Regions from separate parts of the Mus musculus genome. Here region 2 is linked to region 1. The links are chromatin contacts, called in public HiCAR-type maps. All regions are on one chromosome and are shown on one strand. Each heading gives the region's core, a stretch centred on a gene start, on an enhancer-like site or on the middle of the called end of the contact. The rest is flanking DNA. Distances are from core to core; before and after follow the strand shown.

Region 1 (6,472 bases), core at 880-3,379:
TACTTTGATAGCTGGACACTGGTAGCAGCCTCAGGAGGAAGAATTGGCCAAGAAGGAACCAGACCTTGGTGGCTTGCTTTAGGAATGTAATTTAACTTTTTTTTTTTTTTTAGCAAGGCAGAGGGAATTGAGAAGAAGGGCAAGGCAAGTGGGCCAATGTCCCTTTGGAAAGCGGAAAGGCTTCAGCAAAGGTCTGGAACTCACAATATTGGGTGAGACAAACTTTTCAAAGAGAATAGTCTTGTCTAATCCCAGGACTTGGGAGTCAAAGGCAGGTGGACATCTGTGAGTTTGAGGCCAGCCTGGTTTACAGAGTGAGTTTCAGGTCAGCTAGAGTAATACTGTGTGGCCCCTGTCTCAAACAATAAACAAACAAACAAACAAAACCCCAGTGTATTAGTTTTGGATATCAATGCTACAATCTCCTTAATTCAGAGGTAATTAGCCAATGAAAGCTACACTCAGCATACAATCAAGGATAAGCTCAAATTCCTGGGCTTCTGCCCCCTCACGCTCCCTCTACCCCCTAGTCCACACTTGGATTTCCTTTTTCTGATTTAAACCTAGGCGTAGTGTGTGCCACAGGTATGGCAAAAACTTTCACTTATCTCATTCCCTGAGAAGAGGGTCCCACAGCCAGTCCATAGAGCCTGGCTAGTTTCATATTCTATTTAAAAGTTTCGTTTCTTTTGGGTTTGAGAAAGTCTCACACTGTAGCTCAGGCTGGCCTGGAACCTGAGGCAATCCTCCTGCAACTCCTAGTCTCTCTAGTATTGGGATTGTAGGGAGTGAGCAACCACCCCTGAAACACTTTTTAACAAACGCACACAAAAGTGGTAATTTCTTGGCATCCTTGCCTTCCCACGTTAGTGTAGGTTCTTCTCCCCTCTCTTCTGTCTTGATTTCTCCACAGCTTTACCATGTTAGCAGGTAACCTTGTCCATACTGGCTTCGTACTTGAGATTCTCTTCGTCTTGGCCTGCTGGATACAAGAGTTATAGTCAGAACAACTGTATCAGGTTTATCATCTACGTTCCTGATAGTAATCATCCTAAAGGGTGTAAGATATCTTATTGTGGTTTGATTTCATTTTTCCTAATTAGTAGGGGTGCTGGTCGTCATCTCATATACTTGTGGACACCTCTCTCTATTTTGAGATAAGGTCTCTTATTAAGCAGGATGCATCGCACTGTGTAGATTAATAAGACCCTGTCAAGTACTGGGACGGCAGATGTGATTTAGAGCAACCAACATAGGTGGTACAGGGAGTCGAACCAAAGGCTTTTGTTCACTCTAGGCAAGCACCTCACCAAAGGAGCTTTATCGTCAGTGCTAGTAAGCTTTTTAAAAAAGGTACTTGGATTCATGATGCCCTTTGGGGACCAAAGACCCAAGTGATTCTCCATGTGATGGTTTGTATATGCTTGGGCTAGGAAGTGGCACTATTAGCAGGTGTGGTCTTATTAGAGTAGGTGTATCACTGTGGAAGTGGGTTTTAATACTCTTGCTGTCTGGAAGCGAGTCTTCTCCGAGCAGCCTGCAGTTGAATATGCTCCTCCTGCAACATACCTGCCTGGATGCTCCATGCTCCCTCCTTTGATAACAAAGGATGAATTTTTGAACATGTAAGCCAGTCCCAATTAAATGCTGTCCTTATAAGAGTTACTTTGGTCATGGTGTCTGTTCACAGCAGTAAAATCCTAACTAAGACACTCCACGACTCAGCTCTGTGCTTGTCTGCAACAATGATTTGCGTCAGTTACAAAGAGGCCTAAATGTAGAGAGCGGCTGAGTGAGTGCCTGCCACCTGATACTCTTGCTGGTTTCTGGAAGTCTTCCACCAGATCCACCTCCCTACCAGAGGCTCCGCCTCTGGGCGAATGAACACACCCTTTACATGCGTAGCCCTGCCCCTCTCAGCCCCACGCACCAGCGTTTCTTGTCACGTGGTGCTATGGCCACGTCCTGGAGCGTTAGATTACGATAGAGTGACTGCCGAAGGCTGCGGAAAGGTGCTGCCTAGAGGGGATGCAGATTCCTGACTGAGCTCAGCACTGGTCTTTCCGGTCACGTGCTTTACGGAGCAGCTGCTAGACGCGTTATTGCTAGGCAACGCTTGCAGGAGCCTATGCTGGATCCCTGTAGAGTAGGATCTGGGCACCGCGGGCCGACATGGACCAGTATTGCATCCTCGGTCGCATCGGGGAGGGCGCCCACGGCATCGTCTTCAAAGCCAAGCACGTAGAGGTGAGACCATGCCGCACGTGCAGTCCGAGGGATGCCCACTGCGCTCCCTCTGCAGTCTTTCCGTGTAGAGATCTGCTAGCGCGCGCGGGCGCGCCTCAGAGGTCTCTTTAGGATACTTGGCGGGGTCCCATCTGTGGCGATCCCGCTTCCAGCGGCCGGACTGCGGGAGCGCGACCCCTGGCGGTCGGTTCAGATCTTCCCGACTTAGGGGCGGGTCTCTGTGGGGTGTCTCGCTCCTGGGGTGTTCTCTCCCTGCCCCTACCTTGCCAAAGGTCTCTGGCAGTGTCGGCACTCTTTCCTGCACAGACTGGCGAGATCGTTGCCCTCAAGAAGGTGGCCTTGCGGCGGCTGGAGGATGGTATTCCTAACCAGGCCCTCAGAGAAATCAAGGCTCTGCAGGAGATAGAGGACAGTCAATATGTGAGTGGGGCTGGGCTCAGGTGGTCATGCAGGGCTCGGGTGAACAAGACCGGTGGCAGGTTCCAAGACAGCAGCTTCTCGACCACTTTCATTCATTTCCATCCCTCTCTACTCACCAGTATACACTTTAAAGGAGTCCTTTCTAATCCCCATTCTGCCCCCTCCTGCTTACTCCTTATTTATGCTCCCAGATCCACTCTCACCTGAGTACTTAACCCTCCCATTCTCTCTCATTTACACACCCATTGCTCATATGTTTATGCATCCCCCCCCCTTTAACTATTGTGTGTGTTTCTTTTTGTTTTCTCCTTTCCTTCCTATACCTGCTCTCCCACCTTCCTTATGCTAGACAGGTGCTGGGCCATTAAATTATGCCCCTAACCATGCTGACTTCTCAGCAGTTTGCACCCGTTGAGCCCCTACTTTGTTCTGAAGGATATCTTAAAGACTTTCATGTGTGGTCACCCTCCGTTCACCCTGCTTTTCTCTCTTTCTTTCTTCCTTTCTTCCTTCCTTTCTCTTTCTCTCTCTTTCTCTCTCTCTCCCTCTTTCTTTCTTTCTTTCTTTCTTTCTTTCTTTCTTTCTTTCTTTCTTTCTTTCTTTCTTTCTTTCTTTCTTTCTTTCTTTCTTTCTTTCTTTCTCTTCAGGGTCTTTGTTAAGCACAGGGGAATGCTTGGCTTTTATCATCAGCTCATGGGTCTGCAGCTGAGTGACACTGCCAGAATGCCCCTGGGGCCTCCTAAAAATTCTGGCCTGTACACAGCACTAGTGACACTGAGGAATTGGTCTCAGTCTGATTCCTGAGAGCTTATGTGTGATGGAATCAGTTTGTGTGCTCCTGTATTGTGAAGTGTAGTGGTGTGTGCCTCAAAATTTACTGCAGATGAGATATGTGTTCATACCTCATCTTTATAACATGAGATATGTGTTTATATATGTGTACTGTGTGTAACATGTGTACTGTCTGAATGTAGGTGTGTATTTTTATTTGTTCCAATGCTGGTTTACTGCCAAAATAAAACCTTCACTAAGGTGGTTCCTTTTTGTTGTTGTTGAAAATAAAAGGGCTTTCCAGGCAGCTTATGTGTGGGACAGGTGGTTCAAGACCCATAAGGATGCTGATGATTGACAGCCGTCCTGACGTTGCCATTTTACCTGGTTAATTAATTTATATTTAACTTTATGCGTAGGAACATTTTGCATGTGTTTATGTGTGTGTACTGTGTGTGTGCCTTGTGCCCATTGAGGCCAGAAGAGGGCATCATATTCCCTGGAACTGGAGACGGATGGTTGTGAGCCACTATGTGGATGCTGGGAACCAAATCTGGGTCCTCTCCAGGAGCGTCAAGTACTCTTAACCATTGAACTGTCTCTCTAGTCCCAAGTTTTCATTAAAAAAAAAACAAAAACAAAACCAAACAAAAACCAAAAAACTAGGGGATGGGGAAATGGCTTGGTGGGAACTGTTAATCCAGGTGAATGTCAGGTGGGTGCGATACTCCACCTGTGAGTCCAGTACTTATAAGGTACTGGACAGGAGACCCCTGGAGCAAGCTGGTTAGTCAGATTAGTGTATTGGGAAGGCTCTGAATTCAATAGGAATACATTGCCTCGACACATAATGTAGAGAGCAATTAAAGAGAAGACTCAGGGCTGACCAGATGGCTCAGTGGTTAAGAGCACCAACTGCTCTTCCGAAGGTCCCGAGTTCAAATCCCAGCAACCACATGGTGGCTCACAACCATCCATAACGAAATCTGATGCCCTCTTCTGGAGTATCTGAGGACAGCTACAATGTACTTACATATAATAAATAAATAAATCTTTAAAAAAAAGGAGAGAAGACCCATGACTTCAGCCATGGGTACATCCAAACACACAGATGCATGCAAAAAACATGGAGTAGATTTGTCCCCAGTCTTTCTATCTTCTTCACTAGCTACCTCTTCTTAGGCATCCCTTCAGGAACTAGCATCCATATAGGTTGCAGGAGCACGGGACAGAATAGACATGTTCATCCCCTAAAGGATGTACTACTATTCAGCTGGACTTTGTGGTTCACACCTGTAATCCCAGCACTTAGGGAGTGGAGGCAGAAGGATGCAGAGTATTAGGTCATCTTCTTCTACATGGTGAGTTCAAGTCCTTTCCAAAAAGACACTTACTTCTTGTCCCTCTAGCCATCTCTGCTAGTCTTTGGCCCTTGTACTTTTTTGTTTCTGTTTTCCATGCTCAGACCTCCTCCCCAGACCTACCTCTGACCAAACTCCTTCTTTTTTTTTTTTTTTTTTTTTTTTTTTTTTTTTTTTTTAGTTTTTTGAGACAGGGTTTCTCTGCATAGCTCTGGCTGTCCTGGAACTCAGTCTGTAGACCAGGCTGGCCTTGAACTCAGAAATCCGCCTGCCTCTGCCTCCCAAGTGCTGGGATTAAAGGCATGCGCCACCAACTGCCCGGTGACCAAACCCCTTCTAAATAAAGTATACACACTTCCTTTGCTCTCTCACAGTCCCACCGCCTTCTAGTCCTATACCTTCCATTTATTCCCTGTTTTCTAAGCTCCTCAAGTCCTTGCATCCTAGCTCACTGCCCTGTGCAACCTGGGCCTTAAGATATCGGCAACTATGGTGTCTGATGTGCCTTCATTGTTCCAACACTGGGGGAGATGCGATTTCTGGTTCTGTTCCCAGGTTGCTGGGATTTCCTGGTCCTAGAGGTAATGGGTGACAGTTGGTACTTGAGTGTACCTCTCTAGGTGATGTGCCATGTGGATAGGATGGGTTGAGCAGTGGAATGCTTGCTGCTGTCCACTAAGTCACCTGATCTTTTCCCTAATTAGTGGGAGAGTAGAGGCCATCTTATCTCTGGATAGCAGAGCACTATGAGCCCTGAGCTCCCTGGTCCCTGTTTCAGCCTAGCCAGGTCTTCTGTCAGGGCCTGGGCTATTGGTGCTGCTGGTAGCGGGGTGGGAGCCAAGGAGGGCTGGAGGCCAGTCTAGACTCTGGAGGCTTATGGGATGTCTGTCCTCAGGTGGTGCAGCTGAAGGCTGTGTTCCCACATGGTGCGGGCTTTGTGCTGGCTTTCGAATTTATGCTGTCGGACCTGGCAGAGGTGGTGCGCCATGCCCAGAGGCCCCTGGCCCCAGCACAAGTCAAGAGCTACCTGCAGATGCTGCTCAAAGGTGTTGCGTTTTGCCATGCCAACAACATTGTGCATCGGGTTAGTACCAGTATGGGCTTTGTTGGGCCGGGGTGAGCTAGTCCTTGAAGAGGGTGCAGTCAGAGGGTCTTGAAGTAAGCAGCCAGAGGTATGGCTCTAAAGGAAATGGGGGCCTGGCTGCCTATCCCCCTGTCCCGAAGCCCTGACTAGGTACAGGGGACTGATGCTTCTTTTTTGTATGCACAGGACCTGAAGCCTGCTAACCTGCTCATCAGTGCCTCAGGCCAGCTCAAGATAGCTGACTTTGGCCTGGCCCGGGTCTTCTCTCCGGATGGTGGTCGCCTCTACACACATCAGGTGGCCACCAGGTAGTGGGGCTCTATCCCTGCCAGCCCTCTCACTGGGGAAGAGATACGTCTGCACCTTCTGTCCAGGCATGGGCTGTGGGCCTGGGATGTAGCTTCTTATCAGACCAGCACAATCCAGCTGTGATCTCAACCCCTTTTTCCCCTCCCCCAGGTGGTACCGAGCTCCTGAACTCCTGTATGGCGCTCGGCAGTATGACCAGGGCGTTGACCTATGGTGAGATACTTGGGGCAGGTGAGGGTCATGTGGGCTGTGGGGATGTTCTGTCTGGTTAGAGAGTAGT
Region 2 (6,629 bases), core at 1,532-4,031, 2.9 Mb after region 1:
GGAATCAGTAAAACAAGGACATCATCAAATTTGCAAGCAAATGGATGGAACTAGAAATGTAACCCAGACCCAAATGGGTATGCATATTAGAAGTGGATATTAGCCATAAATTAAAGGATATACGTGCTGTAATATACAGATCCAAAGAAGCTAAGTAACAAGGAATGTTTAAGGAACAATGCTTGGATCTCACTCAGAAGTGGAAATAAAATAGTCATCAGACGTGGATGGACAGTTGGACGTGGGCAGGGAATACGATAGGGAGATTCTGGGAGAGAGGACCAGAAGAGTGAATGGAATTTGATGGTGGGCAGGGGAAGGGGGGATCTCTGGAAAAAGTCTGAGATCAGGGATGCAAGAGGCTCCATGGATTCTATGGGGGTGACTCTGGCTGAGTTCCTAGCAGTGGGGAATTTGGAAAGTAAAGTGGCTTTCCCCTGTAGTCAGGTAGGGTTCCAATTGAAAAGATAAGGACACCAACCTGTGAAGAAAACCTTAGACACAAAATGTGTCATACCTACAAATAGTACAGGGAGAAAGACAGAGAAGAGACAGGAAATGACCAACCCCTGATTACCCCCAATTTGCAACCCCTTTTCTGGGCAAGAACCAATGCCTAACACCATTACTAATACTCTGTTTAGTCTTGCAGACAGGAGAATGGTATCTACCAGCATCTGACAGAAACAGATGCAGAGAACTACAGCCAAATATTACAAGGAGCTCAGGGACACTCGTTGAAGAGTAGGGGGAAGTATTGTAGGATCAGGAGTGGCTATGGGCTCCACAAAACACCAACATAGTCAGTCTGATTCATATCATCAGTCACAGTAACATTAGGAGGAAATAAGAGCCTGCAAGAAAAAGGTCAGGACTGCAAGCATAGGAGACTGGACTCCTCCCTGAGGAAAAGGAAGAGGAAGAGGAAGAGGAAGAGGAAGAGGAAGAGGAAGGAATCCCACAGATTACTGTCTGGATGGTGGTGATACCATATGTGAAGTACAGTGGTAGATGTGGTTATCATTTTCCATCTGTAGAGCCAGAATGCTGTTCTGGGAAAATTCATTTAAAATCATAAGAAACCACCAGGGGGGTAATGACAGAAAACAACAGAGAAGATGATGCAAAGATGACAACCATTCCCTGCAAATACAGAGGAATACTCAAGCCAGACAAAGATGGAATCCTTTCCCACACAAGAAATGCAATCAGGTTTCTAACCCCAAACACTAGTCATTAACAGAAGGATACTAGTGAAAATTTGGATGTAACATTTCAAATACATTCGACGGAACTTCTTACAGCCCATTTGTAAGTTTTCATAATTAGAAGATGTCAATTGGATGGATTTCTATCAGGGCACTGGTGCTCAGAACTGAGACCAACCAGAAGTAATTACCACGTAGAAAAAGAAAAGCTATGTTCTAAGAATCTTTTTAAAACACATGGTCTCATGTAGCCTAGGCTCACTTTGAGTTGGCTATAAAGGAGACGATGATTTTGATTCTCTGGATTCCTGACTCCTCCCCAAAAAGCAGAAGTGACAGAAATGTGTCATAGAATTACACTTAAGTTCTCTTTTCTGTCATAGAGCTGTTTAATTAAAAATATATATGAACATAAGGTGCCTATAAATTGTATATGAGCACAATGCTGTACTCTCTCTACTTTGTAAGGAACATGTTTTGATGTACAAGGCAGCATTGCGATTCCGACTTCATATACTGTTATTTTTTTTTTCTACAGATTAGCAAAGTTAACGAGGAAATGTCTGTTATCCTAGGTATGGTTAGAAACTCATTGAAAATCCCAGTAGATAGGACAAGGTGGTCTGAAGCCCATGATTTCTGGGAGTAGACTTGAATGCCACGAGCCAGGCTCTGGCTCACTAACCCTTGGTTTGACTGAAAAGTGACAATATAAGCAAGATCACCTGAGATAGGGGGGAGGGCTGTGGTGGAGAAACCCTGAAAAAAACAAACACACACACACACACACACACACATCAACTCATCTTTTATATTTGAAAAGGAGTCCAAATTTTGGACAGAACACTTATTAAGAGGATTATTGTCTAACGATTTTTAAGCAGAAGGGCAAATTCCATATTTGGGCAAACACTGGTTCATACCAGTTACAAAATTACTCTGTGTCTATGTAGCCATGTATTGTGATGATTCAGGTATAGGATTGTACCTTCAGAATTCTTTTCAACTCGAGGCATCCATAAATCCAACAATTCATTGCAAAGGAAAAGAAACTAACATTCCATAAAACAATCACCCTCACAGGTCTCTCTGTCCCTGGACATCAAGAACTTTAGGAAGATTTGTGAGATCAAACTGGAGTAGTGGACGGGATATAAAGTTTAGTAGGCACTAGACGTCCACGTGTTCTGTATGTCCCGAGAATCTGACTACAGCTATGTAGGCACAGGCAGAGCACGTTTCCCCAGTAAAGATGAGTGCGCTCCCTTCAGCATCTCAGGCAGAGGCAGTCAGCAGACCCAGCCTGCCCTTGCCATCCTGTTGTTTCCAACCTTCTCCCCTTCAAACCTGTGCCCAGGGGCAGTGGCCCAGCCTAGGTCAGCACAGCATCTCCAGGTCAGCTCAAATCATCTTCAGCGCCCGACCAGCCACCCTGCACAGTCCCTCAGATCTGCAAGATGGCGCTGTTCCCTGCACCAACCTCCATGTCAGAGATCCAAACGCAGTGCTCAACAGGACAGACGCCTAACTTTGGGGAGAAGCTTAAGTTTGAAAATCAAATGCGGAAGTTTGATAAGAACAGCCAGCCTTTTGGTGACGTCAACGTGGTAGGGACTACATTTCCCACAAGTCAGTGCGAAGAACTTCCAGGAACCCACAGAACTAGTTTGTTGTCCGCCAGAATTCCTGCCACCCGTGAGTAGGTTAAGTTAGGAATAAACAAGGATCTGCAGATGGGCAGACACGGGCATTTGGACTCTTAAAGTCCGGTGGTCGCAGCACCCTATGTTAGCCTGTGCATCGAACCTTTTACAGTGATGTTTACCACGTTTCCTAGTTATTTCTGCTAGGACGCTGTGGTTTTAAAGGAATTTAAAGTATTTTACTACCATATGGAAAATTCATCAGTTACTTAAAAATATGGAAGCTAATTTAGGACTGAGCATTATCTCTTGAAGATGCTCTTGAAACCATCCTTGGTGACCCTGATTGTCTTGCAGCATCTCAGGTGGTTAAGAGAAACAAATTAAAATTCAAAGCTAATTACCACCAGGTGGTTTCTGAGCACTGCTTTCCTCCCCTGCATCTCTCCCAAGGGGAAGGGGGCAGGCAGACAGAGCTCTTGGGATCACAGAGGTATATGTACAGAGAGACAGGAAAATTAATAAGGAACATCAAAACCTAACACAGGAAATTCTATAGTGCACAGTGGACCAAGGCTAGGCCACTATCCCTGGGCACAGGTTTGAAGGGGAAAAGGTTGGAAACAACAGGATGGCAAGCGTCCTTGGTCCATTGTGCACTATAGGATTTCCTTTGTTAGGTTTGATGTTCCTTATTAATTTTCCTGTGTCTCTGATGATCCTGTCATCATTCATATTTCACCATATTTGAACATCAGTGGTATCTGCCTTGAACTTCCCACATTTCTCTGAAGCAGAACATCAAGATAACTCCTTCTTGAATACAAAGGTATCAGAAATGTGTTCATATAACTGTCAAATGATATCACTGTATTAAAGAAGTTACACTGGAAACATGGAGTATTGAGAATTCCCATCTCTTCTTTGGAAGGCTTATTCTTGTGCAGTTCATGCTTGAGTCAAAGTTACAAACCCCATTGCTAGCTCCCTGGGAGCAGTAGTATGCTAGCAGCCTTCAGATGAACATGTAGAACTCTCAGCTCCTCCTGTACCATGCGTGCCTGGATGCTGCCATGTTCCCTCCTTATTATTGGACTGAACCTCTGAACCTGTAAGCCAGCCCCAATTAAATGTTGTCTTTTATAAGACTTGCCTTGGTTGTGGTGTCTGTTCACAGCTCTAAAACCCTAAGACAACTAGGCTATGTACTATTTACTGAACTAAGACAGGAGTTGGTACCAGGAGTGGGGTATTGTTGTGATAGGCATGACCACGCATTTGTCTGGAAGAATGTGGATTTGGGGACTTTGGATTGGGAAGCAGTAGAATGCTTCAAATGGGGCTGAAGGGGCTATCCTAGAAAGAATATGAAAGACTTTGTTGCTGATAGTGATGTGGCCTACAGACAGTTTTTGTGGTATTTTGGTGAAGAATGTGGCTGCTTTTTGTCCTTGTCTGATGAGTCTACCTGAGTCTAAGGTAAAGAGATTTATATTAATTGTATTGACAAAAGAAGTCTGAAAATAGCCCAGTAGAGACTTTGTTCTCTGGTTAAGTTTCATGAAGAGCATTTTGAACAAGCTTAGCAAGCATAGGAAAAACAAATAAAATATATGGTTCAAGTCTTAAAGGGACACCAAGAAGTGAAATGGAGCTGAATCCTATGTTCTTGAAAATAACAGCTTGAAGAATTTTGGGACAAGATTCCATCCAGCTAAGTTTAGATCCAGGCAAAGTGGTATACACATTTAATCCCATCATTACAAGGGACAAGGCCATGCAGATCTCTGAATTCAAGGCCAGCCTACAGTGCAAGTTCCAGGGAAGCCAAGTTCAGACAGTGAGGTAGCTGGAAAACAGAAAGCCGGTAATAGAATAAGGGCACCAATGTTCCAGTGCCAGTAAGCAGTAGAACATGGTAGCTTTAGCCATGTGGCTCTGGCTTTAGAGTAAAAACAGAAGGTACTACTGGGATAATTGATGGCTACCTGGAACTAAGATGTTAGTGGTGATTAAGGAGAGCCCAGTATCATTGAGGTGAAATCTTCTGGGAACTATTTTCTGAGCACACAAAAAAACTGTGTTCCAGAGATAGCCAAGGTTGTACCTTGTACTGCAGCTATACTTGGTAATATGTAAGAGTCACCCAGGTGGTACTGGGTTTGAAGGCATGAAGTGGTCATGAAGAGCAGCTGAGGCTTAGCACTGTGAGAGGTCATGGAAGGACATTGGTGAAGGTGCAGCCTCAGTTGTTGGCCCAGGAATGAAGGGGTCAGGCAAAGGATTTGAGGCTTGGCACCATGAAGAGATCTCATGAGAAGCTACTGTTGGTGAAGCCTAGCTTCAGCAGAAGACCCCAGTGTATTGAAGATGTCATTACCATGGGATGATAACCCAGAACATCAGTGGCAGTGGAGTGGATCAACCTGAGCCTCAAATGCTACAGATAACAGAGCTGGAGAAGGGATATTAACCCTTTGAAGGAGGCCAGAAGATTGTCTGTGAATATCAGACACTGAAACAAGAAGCTACAATATTGAAGTTGCCTTGGAGACTGCAAGATTTTCGAGATGCCAGATTCATAAAATATCTCTGGAGGAATACTACTTATAGGAGTGGAATCAATCCAGGAAAACAAGTTTGTTGTAGTCAACAAAGATTAAAAAAAAAAAATGGAGTTGGAGATCTGAAGACCACTTTGTCATGAGACATGAAAATGCAGAGTTTGGAGTTTGTTGAGCTGGTTTCCTATCTTGATTCAAGGATTACAGTTAAATGTTTGGATGGATATCAGAAGAGACTTTGAACTTTGGATTTATGACATTGTTGATACTAGCATAGATTTTAGAAGTTGGACTAAATGTACTTTTTAAATTATGCTATGGCTATATCTGACCCACTGAGACTTGTGTTTGAACAAGTCTATGAGGCAAGGGAGTGGAATGTGATGGTTTGTATATGCTTGGCCCAGGGAATGACAATATTGAGAGCTGTGGCCTTGTTGGAGTAGATGTGGCCTTGTGGGTATGGGCTTTAATACCATTGTCCTAGCTGCCTGGGAATGCTACTGCTAGAAGCCTTCAGATGAAGATGTAGAACTCTCAGCTCCTCCTTTACCTTGCCTGCATGGACTCTGCCATGTTCCCTCCTTGATAATACTGGGCTGAACCTTTGAACCTGTAAGCCAGCCACAATTAAATGCTGTCCTTTATAAGATTGCTTTGGTTGTGGCGTCTGTTCACATCAATAAAACCCTAACCAAAACAACTAGGATGTTTAACATTTCTTTACCTAATACATTTAATCTAAATCCCTTTAAATTGCTTCATCCTCAGGCAGAGTATTTTGATCAGGAAACAAAGTAGCTAAATTCTTCATCAAACATCTCTCTCTCTCTCTCTCTCTCTCTCTCTCTCTCTCTCTCTCTCTCTCACACACACACACACACACACACACACACGGGGGGGGGGGGTGTCTGTGAAATCTTTTGAGCCAGTCCCCCACAGTTCAAGTCACCCTCAGCACCAAAGTCTTCCATATTCCTACTAGCATTTCCCATTAAGCCCTTCCTAAAGCACTCCACTGCTTTCCAAATCCACACTCTCCAAATCCATATTCCGCCAAACAAAAACATGCTGAGGCCTATCACAGAAAATAACCAAGTCCCTGGTACCAAGTTCTGTCTTACTTAGGGTGTCATTTCTCTGGAGGGACAATATTATTAAGGCAACTCTTAGGAAGCATTTAATTGGGGCTGGCTTATATTTTCAAGGGTTAG

What was found. HiCAR-type assays count read pairs that join an accessible place to other places.
Region 2: a HiCAR-type map of astrocytes shows a contact between it and region 1, with 3 times the contacts expected there. The contact joins the promoter of Zfp595 here to the promoter of Cdk20 in region 1. A contact is called at or near these places in 2 of 39 promoter capture datasets (cranial neural crest and hippocampal neurons) and 1 of 115 datasets of contacts at active chromatin or transcription factors (astrocytes).

Annotation. Positions count from the first base shown.
Region 1 is chr13:64,430,424-64,436,895 of GRCm38.p6, forward strand. Cdk20 (cyclin-dependent kinase 20) reads left to right here and starts at 2,130. Exons shown (of 8, transcript NM_053180.2): 1 at 2,130-2,247; 2 at 2,554-2,667; 3 at 5,695-5,883; 4 at 6,070-6,191; 5 at 6,343-6,405. The coding sequence starts at 2,173. It overlaps 1700015C15Rik (a long non-coding RNA gene), which reads right to left and starts at 2,013. Exons shown (of 3, transcript XR_873594.1): 1 at 1,931-2,013; 2 at 828-982.
Region 2 is chr13:67,329,779-67,336,407 of GRCm38.p6, forward strand. Zfp595 (zinc finger protein 595) reads right to left here and starts at 2,782. Exons shown (of 5, transcript NM_177622.3): 1 at 2,689-2,782. The coding sequence starts at 2,694.